Linked DNA regions of Mus musculus: region 1 is linked to region 2. Evidence: chromatin contacts called from public Hi-C data. All regions are on one chromosome and are shown on one strand. The core of a region is the stretch at or near the end of the contact, and the rest is flanking DNA. Distances in the headings are between cores, read along the strand shown. Region 1 overlaps Ntm (neurotrimin). Region 2 overlaps Opcml (opioid binding protein/cell adhesion molecule-like).

Evidence for each region. Hi-C and Micro-C count contacts between places; a contact is called where the count stands out from the background.
Region 1: a Hi-C map of cerebral cortex shows a contact between it and region 2, with 2.5 times the contacts expected there. The contact joins two enhancer-like sites. A contact is called at or near these places in 4 of 484 Hi-C or Micro-C datasets (cerebellar granule neurons, cerebellum and cerebral cortex).

The regions. Positions count from the first base shown.
Region 1 is chr9:29,198,550-29,205,664 of GRCm38.p6, reverse strand. The region is part of intron 1 of Ntm (neurotrimin); the gene reads left to right. Among named protein-coding and RNA genes, the nearest start is that of Gm15520, 170 kb to the right of the region's middle. Within about 2 kb of position 3,799, at least 12 of the 459 cell types and tissues checked have an H3K27ac peak or open chromatin away from gene starts, as enhancers often do. A contact at or near this core is called in cerebral cortex, where this site is marked.
Region 2 is chr9:28,333,043-28,340,280 of GRCm38.p6, reverse strand. The region is part of intron 1 of Opcml (opioid binding protein/cell adhesion molecule-like); the gene reads right to left. Among named protein-coding and RNA genes, the nearest start is that of Gm39313, 60 kb to the left of the region's middle. Within about 2 kb of position 3,295, at least 36 of the 459 cell types and tissues checked have an H3K27ac peak or open chromatin away from gene starts, as enhancers often do. A contact at or near this core is called in cerebral cortex, where this site is marked.

The DNA of each region.
Region 1 (7,115 bases), core at 2,550-5,049, 860 kb before region 2:
GTTAATCCCTGCTGGAGACAGGAATAAAAATGTGATAAGCAATAGAGGAAGGCAAGATAGGGCACAGCCCAGTGTGGGGATGCTTGTAAAGGGGGAGGCTTGTAAAGGGGATTTTCTAACAATAGTGTAGGAAATGTCTGTAGGTTCTCTTCCAACACGCCCTCCTTGTTTAGGTAACTCTGAAGTTAGCAAATCAGCCCCCTCTGGGGCAGTTAACATGAAATCAACAGATTTTCTTGGGAGCCAAGTTTGCCCGTGTTGCCACATCAGACTTTATGAGTTTGTTAGGAAAACCTTGAAGCATGCTGGCTTGTCTAAGCAGGGAGCCCCTGCCCTATAGATGTGCTGGATCCTGTCCCCTAAGGGACTGGATTTGCCCCTCATGGTTTCAAGTATCTGACTGGAAATATTAGTCCCTCAGCCTCAGACAAGAAAGAGGGAACTTAGAAACTCTCAGGGATATGGACCTGACCACACAAGCTTTTCCTGAGAAGCCTTAACTCTGTGACATGTCTCTCCCAAGGCAGTTTCATGTACCCTTTAGCTGGTCTTTCTGTAAAGATACTGAATGTTGTGCCCCACCCTTGAGAGTTGTGTTTTCCTTCTGCTTTCCTTTCTTGTCCTATCTATGTAAACCCTCCTGATGGCACCACTCTTCCTCGATTCCCCAACCCACCCTTTGTGTCCTCTGCCTCTCTTTTTTTCTCATTTGTAATGAGGTTGCTTGACTGCCAGAGGGTCAGTGCTGTATATCACAGAAGGATCAGCACTGAGGGCCACATGACAGGAGAGGAAAGCTGTCATCAAATTTTACAGCTTCATATAAAATGTACTGTTCATACATAGCAAGGACAGAGAGGGACAAGAAGCACACAGAGGGTGGTCCGGCAGGAGGAGGTACATACAAGGGTACCTATATTGGGTGTTGTGGTTCATGTCATGTGTTTCTGACATAGATTTGTTCTTAGAGACAATTCTGCTATCATAATAAAGTCCTAGACATGTCCTAGGAGCCTTATTAGAAGACCTAATAATACCTAACTGTGCCTATAATAGTATGTCTGTGGGTTCAGTTTTATGGAGTCAGAGAGAAAGGTGGCTGGGACTGTTAGAGGGCAGGATAAGCAGAGGACCTGATGTGCATGTGACTTGTAGCCATTCTTTCTTGGGAAGAAGTAGGAGGCTCTTTGGCCTCTAATCCCTCCAACCAGACATGTCCCATGTACATGAGATAAGCCAATCAACAAGTGGGTTGAGGATGTGCCCTGAACCCAGCTGCCATGAACTTCATCTGAGTCACAGCAAAAACCATCCTGACATGAAGGAATTGACAAATTGGGTGAACAATCAAGAACAACCTATGAGACACAACTGAGAACCTCTAATGCAGTCACATCTCAGCTCATGACGATGAGTTAAAGTCCTCAATTAAAATGAAATAAAATGGAATAAAATATGAAAGGAAAGGAAAGGAAAGGAAAGGAAAGGAAAGGAAAGGAAAGGAAAGGAAAGGAAAGAAAAGAAAAAAAGAAAAACCTCCTTTAAGTGCATTTCTTTTTCTGGTTCCCCACTGGCCCAGCTCCCAAGACCGACAGATCAGCAGGTACAGACGTACAGAACACCCTGCTATGGAGGATGGATCTTCAGAAAGACATTGCTAAAGTAGAAGCCCAACTCTGAAATTTAGTGACTATGTGACCTTAGGCAATTTATTAGGCTTCTGTTTGTTCACATACAACATAGAGATATTTTTGATAACTGCCACACAGCAAGTAAAACATCTTGTGTGAAGGGGTTAGCGTGGTGCCTGGTTCATGCTGATGACAGTGACATACTGTTATTTTGCCTTCCTCATTTCTTTCAGTTAATGACCCTCTGGCCTTAAGTTTCAATCTGGGCTTCTCAGTGGCTGCTCCTTCCAGTGGGCTCACAGCTCTGGCAGGTGTAACCCACCAGTGGTCCTGTGAGAACATTTGTGGCTTTTTAGCCTTTCCCCAGTGGAGAGTGATTCTCTCTATCTCCTAGATCTAGGCTCAGGGCTGCTGTCTGGGACATCATCCATACCTCCATGCTATGTTCCTAGGGGTATTTCAAAGGCTCTCTGTGAGAACATCTTATGATGTGTCCCGGTTTGTTGTTACAGCTCTATATTACCCCAATTCTTCCTAAATCTTCCCAGCCACTCAGATGACGTCACTCCATTCTATTCATCAGTAAAAGCTGTGAAACTTCTTTTAAATATTAGTGGAAAGAGATTAGTAAAGCACAGGCACTTAAAAAAGGTCCATAACTGTGGCTGATGTACATTGCAAACCAGAAAGCACCATCTTCCTATGACATCTTATCTGTCCTCTTCATCTTTTATTTCACTGGCGTGCTGGTTGATGCACATTAAGCATATATACCCCTACAACATTCTGTGAGATGATTTTAGTGAATAGATTTGTGCATGTGTTCTATGATGCCCAAGAAACCTGGACTAAATTATGCCCACATAATTTACTATTGAGGTGTATAGGGATAGGAAAGAGTATAGTGAGTGTGTGTGTGTGTGTGTGTGTGTGTGTGTGTGTGTGTGTGTGTGTGTGTGTAAGAGATAGGGGAGGAGGAAGAGTAGAAGGAACAGGAGAAGAGGAAGATTGTCTTCGGTTCTGACAGGGCTGGAGTGTACCAGCTGTTGGTAGAAGGCATCATCGTTTGTCTGTGAGTTCCTTGAGTCCAAGCACACACTCTTGTGTAATGTAGGGGAACAGAGACCGAGAATGAGCTGGTGTCTGGCTACTTGGTTATGTCAGAGAACGCTTGTGATGGAAAAATAAAACAAAACTAACCAACAGATGATTCTGTATCCATTCTTTTCTAGTCCAAAAGAGCCTGATGGGTTTGCTTTCCCACAGGGTTGGTTTAAGAACATTGGACAGTATCAGGGAGGGTAATGTGATTTTTTTTTTCCAGTCCAGCTGTGGAGTCAGTTCTTGATGAAGCCATGTGATTGGCATGTGGTACATACCATGGAATCCTGCTGGGGGTGATGACAGATGCTGGTGCCTGTTATTATTATGGTTTGGGAAGGTATTTTTTTTTTTTTTTGTTGCTCCTCCATCATCCTCTTCTCTCTGATAAACGAAGGCTGAGCTATTGTGGAACATAGGCAATAGCTCTGGAAATCAAAGCTCACACCACTGCTGGCACCTTGCCAGAACTCTGGAGTTATCTTCTGGGATGGCAGCAGGCAGCTGCTGTCATTCTCCCCCAGGAGTTATTTTGGGGCTTACTTTTATTTCTCCCAAGACAAGGGGAACTGGAGCAGGTGGCCAAGACAATGAAAAGCAAGGAAGGGCTAGAATGGGGACGCCTGGGGTAGAGGCCTGCAGAGGGCCAGTGGGAGACAGAAGTGGGAAGCCTGGGAAAGGCCTTCCAAGCAGGCCTTCTACTTTGTTGGCTATGAGCTTAAAGCCTGGCTCCTCCAGCCGTTCCTCTTGTGTTATGAGAGATGCTCTTGATGATCTGTAAAAGGCAGTCTGATTTATAAATACACCAAGAAGATTCAAGCACCTTTTCTTTGACATGTTGGGAAACTGAGGCACAACATACCAGTGACATTTTAACCCTGCTCCTTTTCAGGTCCTATTGTTGGCTAGTTGTCTTGTTCCGGAAGTTGTGGGAAGTGTTTCCCTACTTCCTGTATAAGGAGAATTTGTTGATGGCTTTGCTTTTATGGTCCCCTCCTGCAGATATCCTCCCGACTGCACACAACCCCACAAAGCTCCTAAGCCTGGGTCTCATGGGTTGACTCTGCCCTCTGGTGGATCAAAAGGTGCTGTATGAGGTAGAAAGGGAACTCCTTCCAGAAATACATATCCTGGCAGGCTTCCCAGAACAGTCTTTGGTTAAAGCAACCCGAACCCTAAATGAATACAGCTCAATATGCTTGTGATGTGTTAATAACCCGATAAGCTGGTTAGAACGTGCTACCAAGTGGACCTATTGCCCGTGTAACCACTTCTCACCTCCATGCCGCTGAGCAGGGATCAACCATGTGGGACCCCAGAGTCATACAGACAATACTGACCTCCCAGCTAATGAGAAGTCCCGAGCCCCCCTAACGCAGGTCCCCAGTGACATCTGCATCGTGCAAGCATGCCCTTTGCCCGCCTTTTTAATGACTTTCTATTTTGTTTTACAACCTGCAATCTGCCGCATGTCCTGGTCAACAGTGTCTATTTTTTCTGCTGTTGCCTGTGCTCTGGATGCTTTTATGGGCATTGATTTCCTTTGCTGGTTCCCCAAAGAGGTACTTTTCCTTGAGCCAGAGAGGCATTCCAGCGGATTATGGTGTCTGCCACTCTGTACTCCAATTTATTGCTCTCCTGGATTTTATTCTCTCTCATACTTGCAGCCAAGTCTCATTCATTCCATTTTCTTGGATAAGCAGAATGGGACAAAGTTGCTATTAATAGGAGAAAGAATGTCATGCCAGAAGGCTGAGCGATGTCTGAGTTTATAATCCTTATGTTCCAGAGGCTAGCTCTCCTCTTAGATCTAACCTAGATCTAGCCTTCTCTGTCCAGGTAGAGGAGTGGACCTCGTCATGGTTTATAATCTTTCCAGGCACGTTTGGACAAAAGATATCTCTTTAGTTGGCCATCCATCCTCCACCTTAGGGTAATCAGTTTGCTTTGGCAGAAGAAAGTCTGTCTAGGATAGATTGTACAGGGCAGAGGGCTGCCTGGGGAGGACGTGGGGAGGAAGAGTTCAGGCAAGCAATCACCTCTTCCTCCTGTGAGAGTGGCTGCTTCTTACTCTTCTTAGATAACAAGCTATGTGCATCTCATTGAGAATGCTCTATGAGTCTCAGTGTTTTTTTTTTTTTTTATTACATTGACAAACAAGTTTACTAATCATTTATCACAAATTAAGTAGAAACACAATTTCTAAACAGTGTCTTTCAGATAATAAATGTCTTTTGAATGTGCATATGTAATGTTACCACTCAGCTGTTGCTAGCCCTGCCTACTCTATCAGTAAGGTTTGAGAAACTGAACACGTACTTCTGAGAGTATCAATCAGATGTGGCTTCTGTAGGATCAGTACTTAGCATACTGTAACCTGTCTCCAGGCTATATAAATGAACACTTCCTTCAGTCAGGAGAGGGGTCACCAAGGCTCTTCTAGTGTTCATAATTATGGGCTTAGAGTTAAGTAACCACTGATACTTGGTAGGAAATCATGTAGGAATTCACATCTGGTAAGGAGAGAAATCACTGAGGACACTATGGGAACTTCTCCTTGGGGACAACTGATGTTATTGAACCCAGAAGGTCATCAGATGGAGATGTCTTTCACAAAATGTTTTTCGCAAGGTTTAGTTTAAAAAGAGAGCTGCCATGGGCATGAAGGCCATATTTGCCCATATATTCCTGACAAAGTGCTTAGAGGTAGCTGCATGAGAAGTAAGCAGCCTTACCACGGTACATGAAGGAGAAGTTCAGTAGAGTGCCTCTGCTTATGTAGGTGTTGTTACTGTTGAGTCCCTAGGACAACTTTCTAACCAACTTAACGGACAGTTTTCAATGCCTTACTTACGCATTGATCTACAATACCTGTTTTATTCTGGATCAGGTGACAAAAGGCCAGTCATGAGGTCCTTCGAGCTAGTCCATCCTGGTTGTTCCCACATGAGTTCTTGTATCAGAACAGACCTAACACCTTAGCCTTTAGGTTGTAATTATCATTTTCAGATGAAATAGATGATTATGATCAGACAGAACTTATAAATACAGAATGAGGCATGGCACTCCCCACTCTAGTCAGAAAGCCAGCAAATGTTAATTAATCAATTAACATGCTATTAATCCTAGGCTCACTATCTGCTGTGCTTCCAGGCTGTGGCAAGACTTGTTAGGAAATGGAAGTTAGAATTTGGTTGCTAATATTATCATTTTTCTTCAGGCATACACACCACACCACTGGCTCCATCCAACAGCCATTTAAAATTGGAACTCCTGTATGTGCCTGTGTTAGGACAAGAAAAATGAATCTAGACTGCAGAAGTGCAAAGCACACAGTCTCAGTGATAAGGATACCTGCTTGGGTCAGCATCTTCACAAGCCTATTCCCTGGCTTCCTTCACCTTTCCAGAACCTTCTGGTTCACTTTGATCCAAGTCTCTTAGTAAGAACAATCCGTGTGTTTAGGTAGCCGTGTCCTCGGGTCCTTCCTCTTTGGTTAGTCTGCTGATCACAGACTGTGTTAACAGACTTTGACGAAGCTATCAGAGTGCCTCTTGTTCCTACTGAGAAATATATGGTTCAAAGGCTATTAGGACTCCAGGGGTAGGAGACAGCCTTTTATTCCATGTAAACTTAGAAAGGAACAGGAACCCAATCTAATGTCCACATGCGAGACCGGTGTCTTAGCCAGTCTGTTGGCCCCCTGTGCAGAATTTCAGGTACCTGCAATTCATCGCAGTCCAAAATATTGATTAAAAATTCCAGAGGTAAGCAATTTGTAAGCTGGAAATTGTGTCTTGCTCTGACCAGAGTGATGAACTCCTGCACCATCTACAGCACCCACATTAAGTCAGTTCTTTGTCCAACATAGGGTGCATTGCATTTTATCAGTGAGAATCAACATTCATAGGAGTTTATTAACAACAAATTGTTATAATTTTTCTATCTTATAAGTTTTTTTGAGATGGTATCTTTCTCTGTAGCCTATAGTAGTTTTGAGTTTATAGTGATCCTTCTGTCTCAGACTCATGGATAGTGAGATTATAGACATGAGTTGCTACACTCAGCTCTTCAGTTAGGTGAACATGTAAAATAGATAAGTTCCAGTGCTATGCGACTTTTAGGCACCCACATGGGTCTCGGGATGCATTTTCCAAACAGTGAAGAATGGCTTTGAGGAGAGCTCATCTGGAAAGAGAGAATCAATGATTTGCAACGAGAAAATAGTTGGTTAAGTGGATTCAGAGATAATCGAGTGCATCTTGAAAGTCAGATCCAGCCGGGCAATGGTGACACATACCTTTAATCCCAGCACTCGGGAGGCATAGGCAGGAGGATTTCTGAGTTTGAGGCCTGCCTGGTCTACAGAGTGAGTTCCAGGAC
Region 2 (7,238 bases), core at 2,046-4,545:
TGAGACTGTTATAGACAATGGGGACTTTTGAAGTTTGGACGAATGCATTTCTGCATTATGATATGGCTACAAGCCTCTGGGGACCAGAGGGTGGAATGTAGTGGTTTGAAAATAAAATGTTCCCCATAGGCTCATAGGGAGTTACATTTTGGGATGTGAGGATTTGTTGCAATGGGTGTGGCCTTGTTAGAGGAAGCATGCTTCATTCTCTTCCTGCTGCCTGTGGATGCAGATGTACAACTCCTAGCTCCTTCTCCATCAGCATGCCTGCCCGTATGCCACCATGCTTCCTGCCATGATGATAACAGCCTAAACCTCTGAACTGTATGCCAGCCACAATTAAATGTTTTCTTTTATAAGATTTGCTGTGGTCATGATGTCTCTTCACAGCCATAGAGACCCCTAACTAAGACATCACTGAAGCAAACTATAACCACCATCCAGTTCTCTGAGATGCACTGCTCAATGGACTACTGTGAGAAAAAGGCTAACACTAATTCTCACCAGGTACCCTTCTTCCTACCCACGGGAGCTGCACACAAGGCATCTCCCCTCTACTTAGCTATTATCAGAACCACAAACCAGAAAATCTTTTGACTGGCAAGAGACCAAGACATCAATTTTCATCCCACATCTGCCTGAAAGAGTAGGAGTGATGTTATATTACCAGTGACATTTTCTCACTGGAAAGATTGCCTGGATCATATTTATATTTATTTTCCTAAATGCAATATTCAAACCACTAATAGAACAAAATCTACTAATTAAATTTCATTCAATAATGCATTTTTCACCTTAGCTTAGCGGTGTCCTTGTACATTTCTGCCAGGATACTGCTAATAATGTCTTATTTAGCTTATAAATGGTGCTTATCATCAAATTCAAAAAAATTAACAAGCATCAATGAGCCTAAAGTGACAGCACAGTAAATAATTTGAAATGCCTCCACACTGTAGACCTATTTTTCTTTTTTGCTTAATTTGATTTCATTTATTTATTAAAAATTAAGCATATGGATTCAGAATGATGCTAGCACGGCTGCCATGGAAGTCCCTGATGCTGCCAACATGTCCATAGAATAGAAGAAACACCCAGCAGACTAGAGGCTCACCCCTTGAAGGAAAAACATTTCACAGCCCCCTAGCACCATGACTGGGCCCATTGCATCTTCTCCAAGATGGTTTTTGAACTCTGCTTCATCATTATTATTATTAATAATATTATTATTACTGCTACTGCTACTACTACTACTACCACTACATTTGTTATTCCTGGTTAAATTGACCTTCTGTGGTTAAAGTGAATTACTTGGAAGAGGTCTACAGTTTCTATGCCATTGGGTAAGGTTAATAATCCCCTTGTTGTGTGTCGTTCTTTGTGCTCATAACATACTTGAGACTTAAGAAGGACCTGGATGGTATTATCCCAGGCCAAGTACATTGTGTAGTAGCCTGTGACATGTGATCTCCACAAGCCTCCTCCATAGATGTGGTAGGTTACAATTATTCTGTTGTACTGACCAGGGAGCTATGGTTGAGAGAAGCTAATCTTCCATCCCCAGTCACAGTAGCAGCACACCCTTGACACCCCCAGGCTTTGTGACTTGACACTTCCAAGCTTAGGTATCCTCATTTGCCCTTTCTTCTCCAGCCACACTGTCACACATTTCCCAGAAGACAGAACTCCCATTACTATTGGCGTAAGGTCTCTGTTTGTGTTTATATTTACTAACTAAACATTATCAGTTCCGCTATTGGTCATTTATCTATTCCGATCAAATACTTAGCAAACATTTGTTTTGTATCAGGCTGAGTTATAGACATATACATGGCAGAAATGAGAATTCTACCCTCTTGTCATTCAGACTCTGGCATGTGCATGTGGGTGGTAAGTGCTAGACAATAAGGAAAATGAATGGTTATATTATGTAGTAGAACTGGGAGTGTTAATTGGAGAGCCGAGTAATAAAGAAAAAGCAACTAGAAGATTATTAGATGGACAGTGGTGGCTGAAAGAAGAAATGCCAAATTTGGTTCCCCGATTCTGCTTTGTGGACTCTTTCAGAAGGTTGATGCTTTTACCTCCTCCTCCCTGGTACATTTATTCCATAGATTAAACCTACCCCCAGTATAAGAGAGAATAGGATTTCTGCAGGTCTTCTAATTAGCTAGAGCAACGTTGACATCCAGTGGTGAATTTGATTCATCACAGGTGCCCACACTTAATGCCTATATCTCTGACTGTCAGGGGGTATATGGAGTGAGTGTTGGCCTGCTGTTTCTATGCAGCTTGGCCTGGGGTACCTCTACACATGTATACTCTCTTTCCATGCTTTAAACTAGTCTTCAAGAGCATGCAGGTTACCATAGCAATATGCAATAGCTAGTCTATATCCAAGGCATGTGTGTGCTCAAATTTGCTCGCAAACTCACTCATACACACACACACACACACACACACACACACACAAAGGCATCAAACTACCTAATATCTGTATATACATATTCTAACTATGTCCTTGCAGATGTTTGTATATATGGTTCCTATATTACTTAAAAACATTAGCCTGATGACACGGTATTCTTTCTCACATGGTCCCCTCTTTATCCTTAGAACTGTGTTGTAAATAACAAGGAAAGACTACCACCCTGTATCCTACAGACTTTTCCCTCAAGCTAATTCACAGTGTTGTTTCCACTGAAGCAGAATCAGGTATGGCTGAACTGGGCTTCCTTGCTGATCTGCTCATAGTAGCTCGGATATCAGCAGAAGCCTGCTGTCCCTGCACTGATGACAGTTGATTGCCTTCATCCAGGGGGAATAGTCATATCTTCCCAATGCTTGACCTGGAGAAACCAAAGGACACAGGACACTGCCTGGCCCTAAAGGGCACCAAGTCCGGAGCAGACATGGTCAGAGACAGAATAAAACTTCAATTCGACTCCCCACTTCTTTTTCTTTAAAGGCAGGACCCATCAGAATTTACAAGCCACTTACTAATTAATATTTTTTTGTGTATCCTAGTAATTGCCATGCATTGAAAACTTGGAGACAATTGTCTCACTGGAATCTGAGGCTCAAGCCATGCTACAAAGCTACATTTTCAAATCCCTTTTACCTCTTGATATGAGGAAAGAGAAGGAGAAAGAGGACCCTAAACTAGTTTAACACAATGCACAATTAAATATTGATTGGAAATTCTTCCTACGAATTTCCCCTCTACCTCCCTACCTCCACAGGGAGGTGTCTGGATGTGATTCCTAAGCTGTCCCCATACAGTGATTACGTTCATTAGGACACCAGCCTTGTGGTTAAAGCACTTTCCTTACTGCTGCACGTTTAATTAGACAACTCTTCCCCAGAAATTATTTATAGCCAGGCTGCAGAGCTATTGTTAGTCCCAATGTAAATAAGATTCAGGGCGGGAGTCCCAGTGCGCTGCAGTGGCTGGCACTGCCGCCATCAGCCCACTCCTGGTGCACACTCGGGGACTGCTTCCAAGCCTTTACAGCTAGATCGCTGCTGTTTAAAACCCCTGGCGTGATTCTCTAATGAAACTTTTAATACAAGCCCTTCCAAAAGACTGGGAATCTACCAGGTCAGTGTGAGTGCACGGAGGAGGAGTTAAGAGAAGAAGGGGAGGAGCTGGGAGAGACAGGAGCTGCCTCCAAGGCAGTACTCAGCTTTCCTAGTTCAGCTAGGGAAGTGTGCACATGATCTGTTTTAACACAGCCATCCCACATACAAGCAACTGCTTTGGGCACTGATGGTTAAAGACCCAGATATGGATTTTCAAGTATAAAGCTGTGTTTGCAGTCTGGGCTGGTTGAAATGAATGTCTGGGGACTGGGAGGTAACCTGTGAGCCCAATGCCCTTTCAATACAGTGTACATTAAAAGTGTTGAAGCTGCTTCCAAATCCAGGGCTTGGACTTGGTGCTGGCATGATGAGGGCAGCATCACCTCTGTCTGCAAGATGTTCATAATCAGGTGAACACCATTAGTGTGTAATCAAAGTAAACAAGAATGCTATTTGAAGAGCTTTTCATATCAGCAACCATGGATTGTCCAGGGCCCTCTGGATACTGCCACTTTGCATCATTTAATGAACTGCCTTAGGAATAGAATGCTATTATTGCAATGCCGGTGCCAGACTTTTCATTGCTGTGACAAAATGCCTGATGGAGTAACTTACAAGTGAGGTTTCTCTTGTCTCATCTGCTCAGAGGTTTCAGTCCATGGTCAGTCTGCATTGCTGCTTCTGGACAGGGATGAGGCTGAGCGCCATGGCAGGGTGGGCAGGGAGGGGCAAACTCAGCCAATTACCTTAGGGCTACCATCAGACAGAGTATTAAAGCTTGAGTATAAAACATACCCTGTGGGCCTTTGTATTGAAGTTGGTCCCCAGCCAGGTGCTCTGTGTGGAAGATGTGGGGGATCTTTGGGCAGTGGGCAGAGCTGAAGAAAATAAGTATCTAGAGTTGTCTTTGATGGGTATATTTGGTTCCCTCTCTGTCTGCTACTGATCTGTCAAGAGCGCATAATCTTCCCCATCACCTGATCCCATGGCCAGGATGTTCTGCGCAAGCCCACGTAGCTGAGCACCCAAGGACCGAACCCCCTCAAGCCCTGCGCAAGCCCACGTGGCTGAGCACCCAAGGACCGAACCCCCTCAAGCCCTGCACCCAAACAAGTAAACCTCTTCAGGTTGTTTTCCCTCCGTCTCTGCCATGGTGATGCAAACGCTGCCTAACACTGAGAGAGCAGAACAAATCCCAACCTGGCCTTGGATATCATATTCAAAGTGGCTTTCTCTCTTAGTTAGGAGACTGATGGCCCCCTCACAGGTACACCTAAAGGCACGCTGAACATCTCTTCATGGACACTTCTCACAAGTAAGCTTGCAATCAAATGAACCACAGCAACCCTCACTTGTCAGCAGCTACACCTGAAGCTTTAAAAAGTACCAATGACTCTTGATATGCAACAATAAATATCCAGCAATGTGTCCTAGTTTGGCCTCTGTTGCTGAGACAAACACAATGACCAAAAGCAACTTGGGAAGGCAGGGGTTTGTTTGGCTTATAGAACCCCATAAGAGTCCATAATTGAGGGAAGGCAGGGCAGAAACTCAAGCAGGAACCTGGAAGCAGAACCGTACAGGAATGCTGCTTATTGTGCTTATTGATTTTTCCCCTTTGGCTTGCTCAGCCTGCTTTTTCTTTTTTCCTCCCTTCCCTTCCCTTCCCTTCCCTTCCCTTCCCTTCCCTTCCCTTCCCTTCCCTTCCCTTCCCTTCCCTTCCCTCCCCTCCCCTCCCCTCCCCTCCCCTCCCCTCCTTTCCCCTCTCCTCCTCTCCTCTCCTTTCCTTTTCTCTTTCTGTTATTGTATATTTTCTTTATTTACATTTCAAATGTTATTCATTCCCTTTCCAAGTTTCCCCTCTGGAAACCCCCTATCCCTTTCACTCTTCCCTTTGCTTCTATGAGGGTGCTCCCCCACCCACCCACCTCAGCCTGCTTCCTTATACAACTCAGTGCTCCTCATGCAGGGCACATACCATCCACAGCCTTGACTATAGGCCAATCTGAGGGAGGCAGTTTCTCAGTCAAGTTTTCCTTTTTCCACTTGACTCTAGTTTAGATTCAGTTGACAAAAAGGGAATGCACATAATGCATAAAAACCCAAAATGTTTTCTAACCCCCCACTTTTTCTCTTGGCGACTAGAGGTGTATAGTAAACATGACATAATTAAATGTGTAAATTTCAACCAAGTTGTTAAAAAGGAGAGAGCATTTCCTTCCAAGGAGAAAACAGTGGTCCCACAGAACTTTGCCAAAGTTAAGCCATGGTCATTTAAAGACTCAATAGAAATCCATTGTGTAATTGTACCCCATTTTCTGTATCCATTCCTCTGTTGAGGGACATCTAGGTTCTTTCCAGCTTCTGGCTATTATAAATAAGGCTGTTATGAACATAGGGGAGCATGTGTTTTTATTACATGGTGGAACATCTTCTGGGCATGTGCCTAGGAGTGGTATTGCTGGATCCTCTGATAGTACTATGTCCAACTTTCTGAGGAACCACCAAACTGATTTCCAGAGTGATTGTACCAGCTTGCAATCCTACCAGCAATGGAGGAGTGTTCCTCTTCCTCCATATCCTCACCAGCTTGCTGGTCACTTGAAACTCTGCTGTCACCTGAGTTTTTGATCTTAGCCATTCTGTCTGGTGTGAGGTGGAATTTCAGAGTTGTTTTGATTTGCATTTCCCTGATGGCTAAGGATGTTGAACATTTTTTTTTAGGTGCTTCTCAGCCATTCGGTATTCCTCAGCTGAGAATTCTTTATTTAGTTCAGTACCCCATTTTTTAATAGGATTATTTGGTTTTCTGGAGTCTAACTTCTTGAGTTCTTTGTATATATTAGATATTAGCCCTCCTTCTGATTTAGGATTCATAAAGATATTTCCCCAATCTGTTGATTGCCTTTTTGCCTTATTGACAGTGTCCTTTGCCTTACAGAGCTTTGTAATCTCATGAGGTCCTATTTGTTAATTCTTGATCTTACAGTACAAGCCATTGGTGCTCTCTTCAGGAATTTTTCCCCTGTGCCAGTATGTATGAGGCATTTCTCCCACTTTCTCCTCTAAAAGTTTCAGTGTATCTGGTTTTATATGGAGGTCCTTGATCCACTTGGACTTGAGCTTTGTACAAGGAGATAAGAATGGATTTATTTGCATTCTTCTACATGCTAACTGCCAGTTGAGCCAGCACCATTTGTTAAAAATGCTGTCTTTTTTCCACTGAAGGGTTTTAGCTCCTTTGTCAAAGATCAAATGATCACAGGTGTGTGAGTTCATTTCTGGGTCTTCAATTCTATTCCATTGATCTACCTGTCTGTCATTGTACCAGTACCATGCAGTTTTTAATCACAGTTGCTCTGTGGTACAGCTTGAGATTGGGGATGGTGATCCCACCAGAGGTGCTTTTATTGTTGAGAATAGTTTTTGCTATCCTAGGTTTTTTGTTATTCCAGATGAATTTGCAAATTGCCCTTTCTAACTCTGTGAAGAATTGAGTTGGAATTTTGATGGAGATTACATTGAATCTGTAGATTGCTTTCAGCAAAATAGGCATTTTTAGAATATTAATCCTGCCAATCCATGAGCATGAGAGATCTTTCCATTAAAAACAATGAATTTATAAAATTCTTAGACAAATGGATGGGTCTGGAGGATAT